Linked DNA regions of Mus musculus: region 2 is linked to region 1. Evidence: chromatin contacts called from public Hi-C data. All regions are on one chromosome and are shown on one strand. The core of a region is the stretch at or near the end of the contact, and the rest is flanking DNA. Distances in the headings are between cores, read along the strand shown. Region 1 overlaps Alpl (alkaline phosphatase, liver/bone/kidney). Region 2 holds the start of Alpl (alkaline phosphatase, liver/bone/kidney).

Region 1 (3,796 bases), core at 848-3,347:
GTGGAGCTATGAGGTCAAGTCTCATGTGGCTGCCATGCCCCAAATGCTCAGAGATTATTCTGTAAATTAGAACCTGATGGTGCACCCTCCACACACAGTGTACACTGATACACACACACACACACACACACACACACACACACACACACACACACACAGCATGCAGTAATACCCCACACACACACACACACACACACACGCACTCACAGTATGTTCTTAGGGGCTGCCCGGCCCTATGTATTGACACTTGCACAGAGTGGCACATGCCTGCACACAGAGCTGACATGTCCAGAAAAGAGCTAGATCATGCTCTCCCTTTCCCATCCGTGCTCTGCCTTTTGCTAGCTGTGTGACCTTGGGCTGTTACTTAACCTCTCTGAGCCTCCCCTTGGACAAGCCTTCTGCCCACTGGACCTGCTCCAACAGCTCACTGGAAGAACTAAGTAAGAAAATCCCAGTTGAGTTTGGCACAGAGCCTGGCCCCCGGGAGCACTCAAGCAGCAGCGTGATATGTAAGCCGTCCGTCCCCGTCCCCGTCCTCAGTGCTGACACCTCAACACCCAGGCAGGTTCTTACACGCAGGCTTCTCAGCTCTTGGGGAGAATTTCTGAATTGCTCTTTCTCTGCTATGAGGGTTGACCGTGACTTAGAATCCCTGACCCTGAAGTATGGGGCCAGTGAGGCTGAGAGAGAGCTCAGACGCAGGTTCCATAGCTCTCTGCTCTATGTCTCCAACCCCGTGGCTCTTTTACAAGTAGCCCAAGTAGCCGGTGAGCGCTGCTTTCAGGATCACTGGGCCCTGTTGATGCCTCTTAGGTGAGAGCCACCCGGGACACAGCCACCCATCTGGCTTTATCTCCACCTGCCAGGCAGCTCTCCCCCTCCTTCGCCCTCCCATTTCCCACCCCTGTGCCCCACCCACAGGCTGCGGGAGGCCCAGATGAGGTCATGTGGAGAACATGGGTCCTGTAGCACAAGAGGTGGGAGATGAGGTGATTACAGTAACTCTTTAGCCAGCTGAGGCAGGATTGGCTGAGGCAGGGAGAGGCACTTTGGAGGAAAAAGCTTTGGCGGCAGTGAGGGGGGCTGGGGTCTCCTAGAGTCATGAGGGCATGAGCCAAGGAGTGCAAAGGGGACCTCCCAAAGCCCCCTCTGCCCTCACTCTCCCAATTCCATTTGCCCCTCTGTCACGGCTACCCCCAAAACTCCCCAGACCGTCCATGAATCAAAAATTCTGGTGTCCACTCAGAAAATAAATATGTTCCGCTTTAGAGAGAGAGAGAGAAACCCAAACCCCAAAGGCAAACAGCAAGTCTGTTATTTGGGAGTTTAATGAGCCCGTGTGAAGTCTCCGCTGGGCTGGGAACCATGCTATCCGGGCAGGAAGATTGGGGGCTTCAGTTCCATGCTGAAAATGCCAAGGGGTCAGGTTCTATGGGAACAGGAGAAGGCGCCAGTGACCTGGAGTCCTTTCTCCCAGACCCAGTCTGAACTATCCAAGCTGATTGCCACATGATGGGAGTAAGACCCTCCCCTCCTGTCTGTCTTCATTGTTCCCTTCCAGAGGGACATCTTCCATTGTAGGGACCAGCAGCAACATTGGATGACTGCTTTTCTTCTCTGGATAGTCATTACCATTTTATAGACTAGGAAACTGAAGTCCTGTATGATCAAAGAAATAGACCCATGGTTACTAAGCAGTAGAATTAGATCTTTACTTCAGTGTCCTTGGCCTTCCTGGGTACCCGTGGCTATTCCTGGGTACCTTTCCCATGTCCACCGCCGGCTCTCCCCTTACCCCCTCGAACCCTGATTTTTGCCATGGGAAATAGAATAGAGAGAGAACTTTGGCCCATCTGGAGACAGTGGATCTCAGGTGTCAGCCAGGGGCAGCAAGTCGAGCTGGTGCCCACGGTGACAGAAGGACACAGTATGGTGGTCACCATGGGCTATGGCTGTTATGTTCTTGGCCCCTGCTTTAAAAATAGTTAGGACTTCAAACATGGATTTCCTAGGAAAACAAACAACCCCGCGTCCATCCGTCCACCCTTGCATGCCAGCCACAGTGGCTAAAATTAGCCTGGCAGTGATTACATAGACGTGAGGCGGCCGGTGTTTGCCCAGGCAGTGGGCTGGTTCCCAGCTGGGCTGCCCCAAGACCTCCCTGTCTGAGGCCACTCACTGTAGAAGACACTCCGGAGGCCCCATTCCTGGCTTCACCCATACAGCAGAGCACTCAGGGGGGCTTCTGGTAGAGAGACAGTGGGTTTCTGGGTTTGAATCGTATCTGTGCCATGCACTGCTGTGTGGCTGAGGGGCAGGAAATCCCTTTTCTGTGTCTATAGCGAGAGAGCGTAGATCACTTTCCTGGCGGCTTGGTTGGGAGATTGAGTGAGTTACTCGGTCTTACTGGCTCAGGACACACAGCAAATGGGCTTTCCTATGGGGGTAGGGGATGTTAGCTATTCGAGAACACTAAGATTCCACCCAGAAGCCCCAAGCCACAGTCCTGCTAGGTCAGCGATTTTATCTTTCCAATCTGAATAAATCGTTCAGAGAGGGAGCCCTGGCCCAGCCCTTGCCTAGCTGGACAACCGTCCACACCTCCACCCAGACTCTCATGTCTACTTTCCAAGTCGGAACCCCTGGGGCTTCTGGACAATTTAGAACCCTGGGTGTGATGGCTCCTTTGTCCCTCAGGTGATCATGGGTGGCGGCCGGAAATACATGTACCCGAAGAACAGAACTGATGTGGAATACGAACTGGATGAGAAGGCCAGGGGTACAAGGCTAGATGGCCTGGATCTCATCAGTATTTGGAAGAGCTTTAAACCCAGACACAAGGTAACCAAGGCTGCAGGTGGACTCGGCTATGGTTCTGTGGGCCGTGGGACACCCCCATCCACGCATCAAATGTTCTCTGCCAGTGAGAGTCCAGATGTTCCTCTGTTTGCTCTACCGTACTGACCTGTGACTGACAGACACTCCTGCTCCCTGTAGGAAGGGCACACGTGGGGATGGTGACAGAGTCAGGGAGTCACCTGGATGGACCCGAGACAGGCTGGGTACCTGACACAGGGAATGTCGTGTGCCTGGACGGCAGGAAGTTGGGACCTGGAGGCACGCAGAGGGGATACAACAGAAGACCTGAACGAATGGAATGGGAGGGTGTGGGCAGGCAGCGCTGAGCAGATGATGGGAGAACATGGCTCAGCAAAAGTGTGCTGGCTGAGGCCGGAGGTGTAAAGCCCTCAGAGTACACCCCTGGGCCAGAGCACCAGTGGGCTGAGAGGGAGGCAGGAGCAGGGTTAGGCCAAGCTCTGGTTCCTCTGTGAGGCCTCTGGCCCTTTAAATGTGCCACTGTGGGCCAGCCGGGCAGCTGGGTCTGGAAATGACTGTGGTCAGGCTTGAAGACAGTGGGGAGAAGCCTGGCAGCCGCTTTGATGTCACTCTGGGGTTGGGTTTCTCAGGGTTCCATGGTTCCCCAGGGAGGCTCAGTGGCATGAGAGGCTGAGCTAAGAGTAAGATGGGCAGGGCTGGGGACAGCCCCGTGGCTGTATAGGAGTGTGGGAGTGAGGGACTCGCTTCTCTTTCTTTCCCCTCCTGGGGCAGCTTGGATAGGCACACCAAAGGGACATCCTCCTCTTGGCTTCAGTTGCTGTGATCAGGACCAGGAAGCCATCCTCTTGCCCCGGGACTCTGTATAGACTCCTGGCACAGGGAGGGTCCCGTACTACTGCCATGAGCCCTACCCGGTAGGGTCACTGTTGGGTCCCAGATTCTGGACATCAGTAGA
Region 2 (3,796 bases), core at 804-3,303, 46 kb before region 1:
ACCAAACAGCTTAACCAGAGGTACCTTGTCAGCCTACCAACCAGCCAGGACAGAGCTAGGGCAGGGGGTGGGGTGGGGTGGGGGCGGGTTTGGGCTCCTGATGTGAAGGCCTGACCCCCCTCCTTGCATCAAAAGTGGTACCCAGAGATCAGGGAAGCAAGGGATGCTGGGAGACACCATCTCAGGTGATTGCTTCCTTCTGTGCTGAATCTGGGACCCAGGGTCTCCTGCACATAGGCAAATGCTGTACCACTGAGCTGAATTCTTCAACTGAATTCTAGAGGGTCAGAGACCAACAACAGGGAAAGTGTAGCGAAGAAGGTGGCAGAAGGAGATCAGCAGCCACTCCGATCCCTTGGAGAGTGCTTTCGATTCTCCATGAAGACACAATGGACTCAGGCTAGCCATAAGTCAAGCCAGAATTGCTCATTCTCCATGTGTGGTGTTGGGGGCAGAGGAGAGGGGCTCCGTGGTAAGAGACAGGACCCTTCAGCCTTCAGCGCCTGCTGCTTCAGCTTCTCAGCTCTGCCAATGTTGGGAAGGGGGATCATTTATGATGCGGATGTCCCTCGGCACACAGATACAATCTCCAGCCTTTTGTCATCTTGAGCCCTTTGGCGCTAGCTAGCAAGTAATTGCCAAGTGCTGTGTTCTGAGCTCACTGCTGTCTTAACTCTCAGCTCCTTACAGACGAGGACTGCCGGGAAATGACCAAAGTTTCATTTATTCACCGCCCCAATGGCTTTTGCCATTATGACCTTGCTATGAAATACATAAATAAGGAGTAATTTACCCAATACTTGGTCTCACTTTGTAAAAACATAAACTTATTTCTCAAGGGAAATTTCCTAGCACCGCTGTAAATAAACAGCATTAATTATTAAAATACAAGAACAAATGAAAACAAACCCAGGCATTCCTGGGTTTTGGCATCAGGCTCCAGTTCCGGCCCTGAACTTACCGATGAGGTCACATGTTGTCTCTGGGCCTTGCTTTTCCTCCTGTAAAATGGGCTCAATAGTAGAGCTCATATAGAAGATGCCTGGACCTAAGACGGAACTTCAGGGTAGAAGTGATCAATCCTAGGTGCCCAGGAAGATGGAGTTCAGGGAAACCTGATCTTTGCTTTCAAATCTCTGGCTGTTGGGGATTAGAGGTACAGATGGGTTTTGTCAGCTTCAGTAGCGATGATAAGACCCTCCTCTTAGGAGGAAATGAGGAAGTATTCAAATGGTGGTGGCATTCAAACCTACCTCCAGGAGTTCACAGTAGGAAACGAATCAGAGACTTCAAAACCAGACTGGCTTTCAGGGGAAGGGAGGTGGTGGCCCTTGGGGAACTGGATAAGGCCCACTGGCACCCAGCGGTTGCCTTTCCTTGTTTCCTGTGCATGTTCCAAACTCGGTCTCTTATAACTCTCCCAATAACGTGAAGGAAGAAAAACCAGGGGATAGTGTCTGCGGGTTATAGAGCCTTGGCCAGTCCCCCGAAGTCACCAGAGCAGGCCTGTGGGCCTAGACAGTCTGGCTCCACTGCCTGGGAAGTGGTCTGCCCCGGGCAGGTCCTGGGGCTTCTGGCTGGGACAGACAGAATGTCCTGAGTCCCTGTTTCTTCAGATATTAGGGAGGGAGGGCCCTGTCCAAGGGGTCTCCTTCTGCTTCCTACTGACTTAGTTAAGGGCAAAAGAGAAAGTGGATAGGAAAGGGGTAAGGGTGTGAGGCTCAGAGGTGCACATGGTGACGGACAAGGATGTGTAGGCAGAAAGACGCACAGAAAAAAGGAGCCAGGTGGGTTCACAGACGCGCAGGGTCAGGCACAGGAAGACAACCATCGAGGGACAAAGTCTCCTACAGAGAAATCAAACCTAAAGACAAGCCAGCTGCACCCTGAAGCCAGGATGAGCCGCAGGGAAAGAGAGAGGCAAGGCGGGTTACCCTGCCTGTTGCAGCCCTACGGGCCGGGTCGAGCGCCGCGCTCCCGGCAGGGGGCGCCCTGGCAACGCAGAGGCACCCGCCTGGGGCTCGGGGTGCGGGCCGGGGGCGGGGCGGCCGGGGGCGGGGAGGCCGGCGGGTGCTCGGCCAGGCCGCCTTCATAAGCAGGCGGGGGAGGTGGCCGCCAGAGTACGCTCCCGCCACTGCGCTCCTTAGGGCTGCCGCTCGCGAGCCGGAACAGACCCTCCCCACGAGTGCCTGCAGGTAAGGAAAGCATGCTGCGCCCGTGGCTTGCGCGACTCCCACGCGCGCGCTCCGCCGGTCCCGCAGTGACTGTCCCAGCCACGGTGGGGACACGTGGAAGGTCAGGCTCCCTGGGGACCCACGACCTCCCGCTCCGGACTCCGCGCGCATCTCTTGTGGCCTGGCAGGATGATGGACGTGGCGCCCGCTGAGCCGCTACCCAGGACCTCACCCTCGTGCTAAGCACCTGCTCCCGGTGCCCACGCGCCTCCGTAGTCCACAGCTGCGCCCTTCGTGGTCCCTTGGCACTCTGTCCCGTTGGTGTCTAAAGTAGTTGGGGAGCAGCAGGAAGAAGGCACGTGCTGCGATCTTTGGCGGGAGAGATCGGAGACCGCGTGCTAGTGTCTGTCTGAGAGTGGGGGAGCCCAGGAAACGGAAGGAGCCTGTGAACGGTTCCAGGCTGTGTGCAGGTGAGAGTGGGGCTGCTGCCTTGCCCAGCGCGGGTAAGAAAGGGTTAAAGGCACAGTCACAGCGGCAGGACCCAAGACGGAGGAAAAAAACCTCATTCTTACTCCCACATTGTCCATGGTAATCCTTTTCAACGCGTAATGGGCCTGAGGAAGGAAGACTTGCAAAGGACTCTGGGGTATGCCTGTGAATCCTGATTAAAAAGGAAAGCTGGCGCGGCAACTCTGGAGAGATGCTGGCAGTCTGGAGGCTGAGGATCTCTGTGAGTTCGAGGCCACTCTAACACTCTAGGAAGATTAGGTCTCAAAATCATACACACACACACACACACACACACACACACACACACACACACACACACACACACACATACATATAACAGAGGGATTATTCTCAGGCCTGAAAGAACGTTTGGCTCCAAGAAGAATTCAAAGACCCCCCCTCAGGCAGCCTCAGATTCTCAGTCTGGTTGAGAATTAGGGCAACTGTTTATTAAATGCTGGATAAGGACTGCTCTGACACCTGACAGACTACAAATAGGGACAGAGAGTTTTAGACAATGTAGGCAATGACATTAGGCATTGAACCCTGTTGCCCATTCTCCACAGCCCAGGAGATTAAGGAGAGCCCCCCCCCAGTATGCCCTTCACCCTCCAAGCCTCTCTGGTCTCCCCAGTCAGCTCTTTCCTCTCCCACTCCCTGGCCGTCTCCTGTCTCTGCCTCCTTTTCCAATTCCTGAACCGTCTCTGGTTCCCTTAGGGGAGAACACAGCTTCTCAGAAGCCTACTGGTGGAGTGAGACAGGTCTGGGCTGGTTCGCAGCCATGTCAGTGATGGTCCCATCTATATGTTAAGACTACAGTGAATCAAAAGACCCGATAGGCCAGACAGTGAGTGTCTTCGATCCACACATACTTACCAGGCATCAGTTGTGCGCTAAACTCTGATCGAGGTGCTGAGAAGGGAACAGTAAATAACGACCCCTTCCCCCCACCCAACTCATTGAGGCGAACATTGGCATAATAAATTCTTTTCAGGCTTTGAAAATTTGAGTGTCACATGGTAGAATGAAGATGACGTAGTTCCCCCAAAAAAGGGATCAAGATGTCACACTGTTGTCACAGTGAGCAGCCAGTACATAGTACTAACAAGATG

What was found. A called contact is a pair of places that touch in the nucleus more often than the background predicts.
Region 2: a Hi-C map of liver shows a contact between it and region 1, with 4 times the contacts expected there. The contact joins the promoter of Alpl here to the enhancer-like site in region 1. A contact is called at or near these places in 9 of 39 promoter capture datasets (the 3T3-L1 cell line, the C10 cell line, Sertoli cells and 5 more), 25 of 484 Hi-C or Micro-C datasets (the CH12 cell line, the MC3T3-E1 cell line, MC3T3-E1-derived osteoblasts and 11 more), 27 of 115 datasets of contacts at active chromatin or transcription factors (the 230-238 cell line, the SCID.adh cell line, T-cell acute lymphoblastic leukemia and 14 more) and 4 of 9 other capture datasets (adipose tissue, liver, macrophages and 1 more).

Annotation. Positions count from the first base shown.
Region 1 is chr4:137,748,597-137,752,392 of GRCm38.p6, reverse strand. Alpl (alkaline phosphatase, liver/bone/kidney) reads left to right here. Exons shown (of 12, transcript NM_007431.3): 7 at 2,701-2,844. Among named protein-coding and RNA genes, the nearest start is that of Gm52682, 29 kb to the right of the region's middle. Within about 2 kb of position 2,097, at least 37 of the 459 cell types and tissues checked have an H3K27ac peak or open chromatin away from gene starts, as enhancers often do. A contact at or near this core is called in the SCID.adh cell line, fetal liver, liver and 1 more, where this site is marked.
Region 2 is chr4:137,794,641-137,798,436 of GRCm38.p6, reverse strand. Alpl (alkaline phosphatase, liver/bone/kidney) reads left to right here and starts at 2,053. Exons shown (of 12, transcript NM_007431.3): 1 at 2,053-2,195.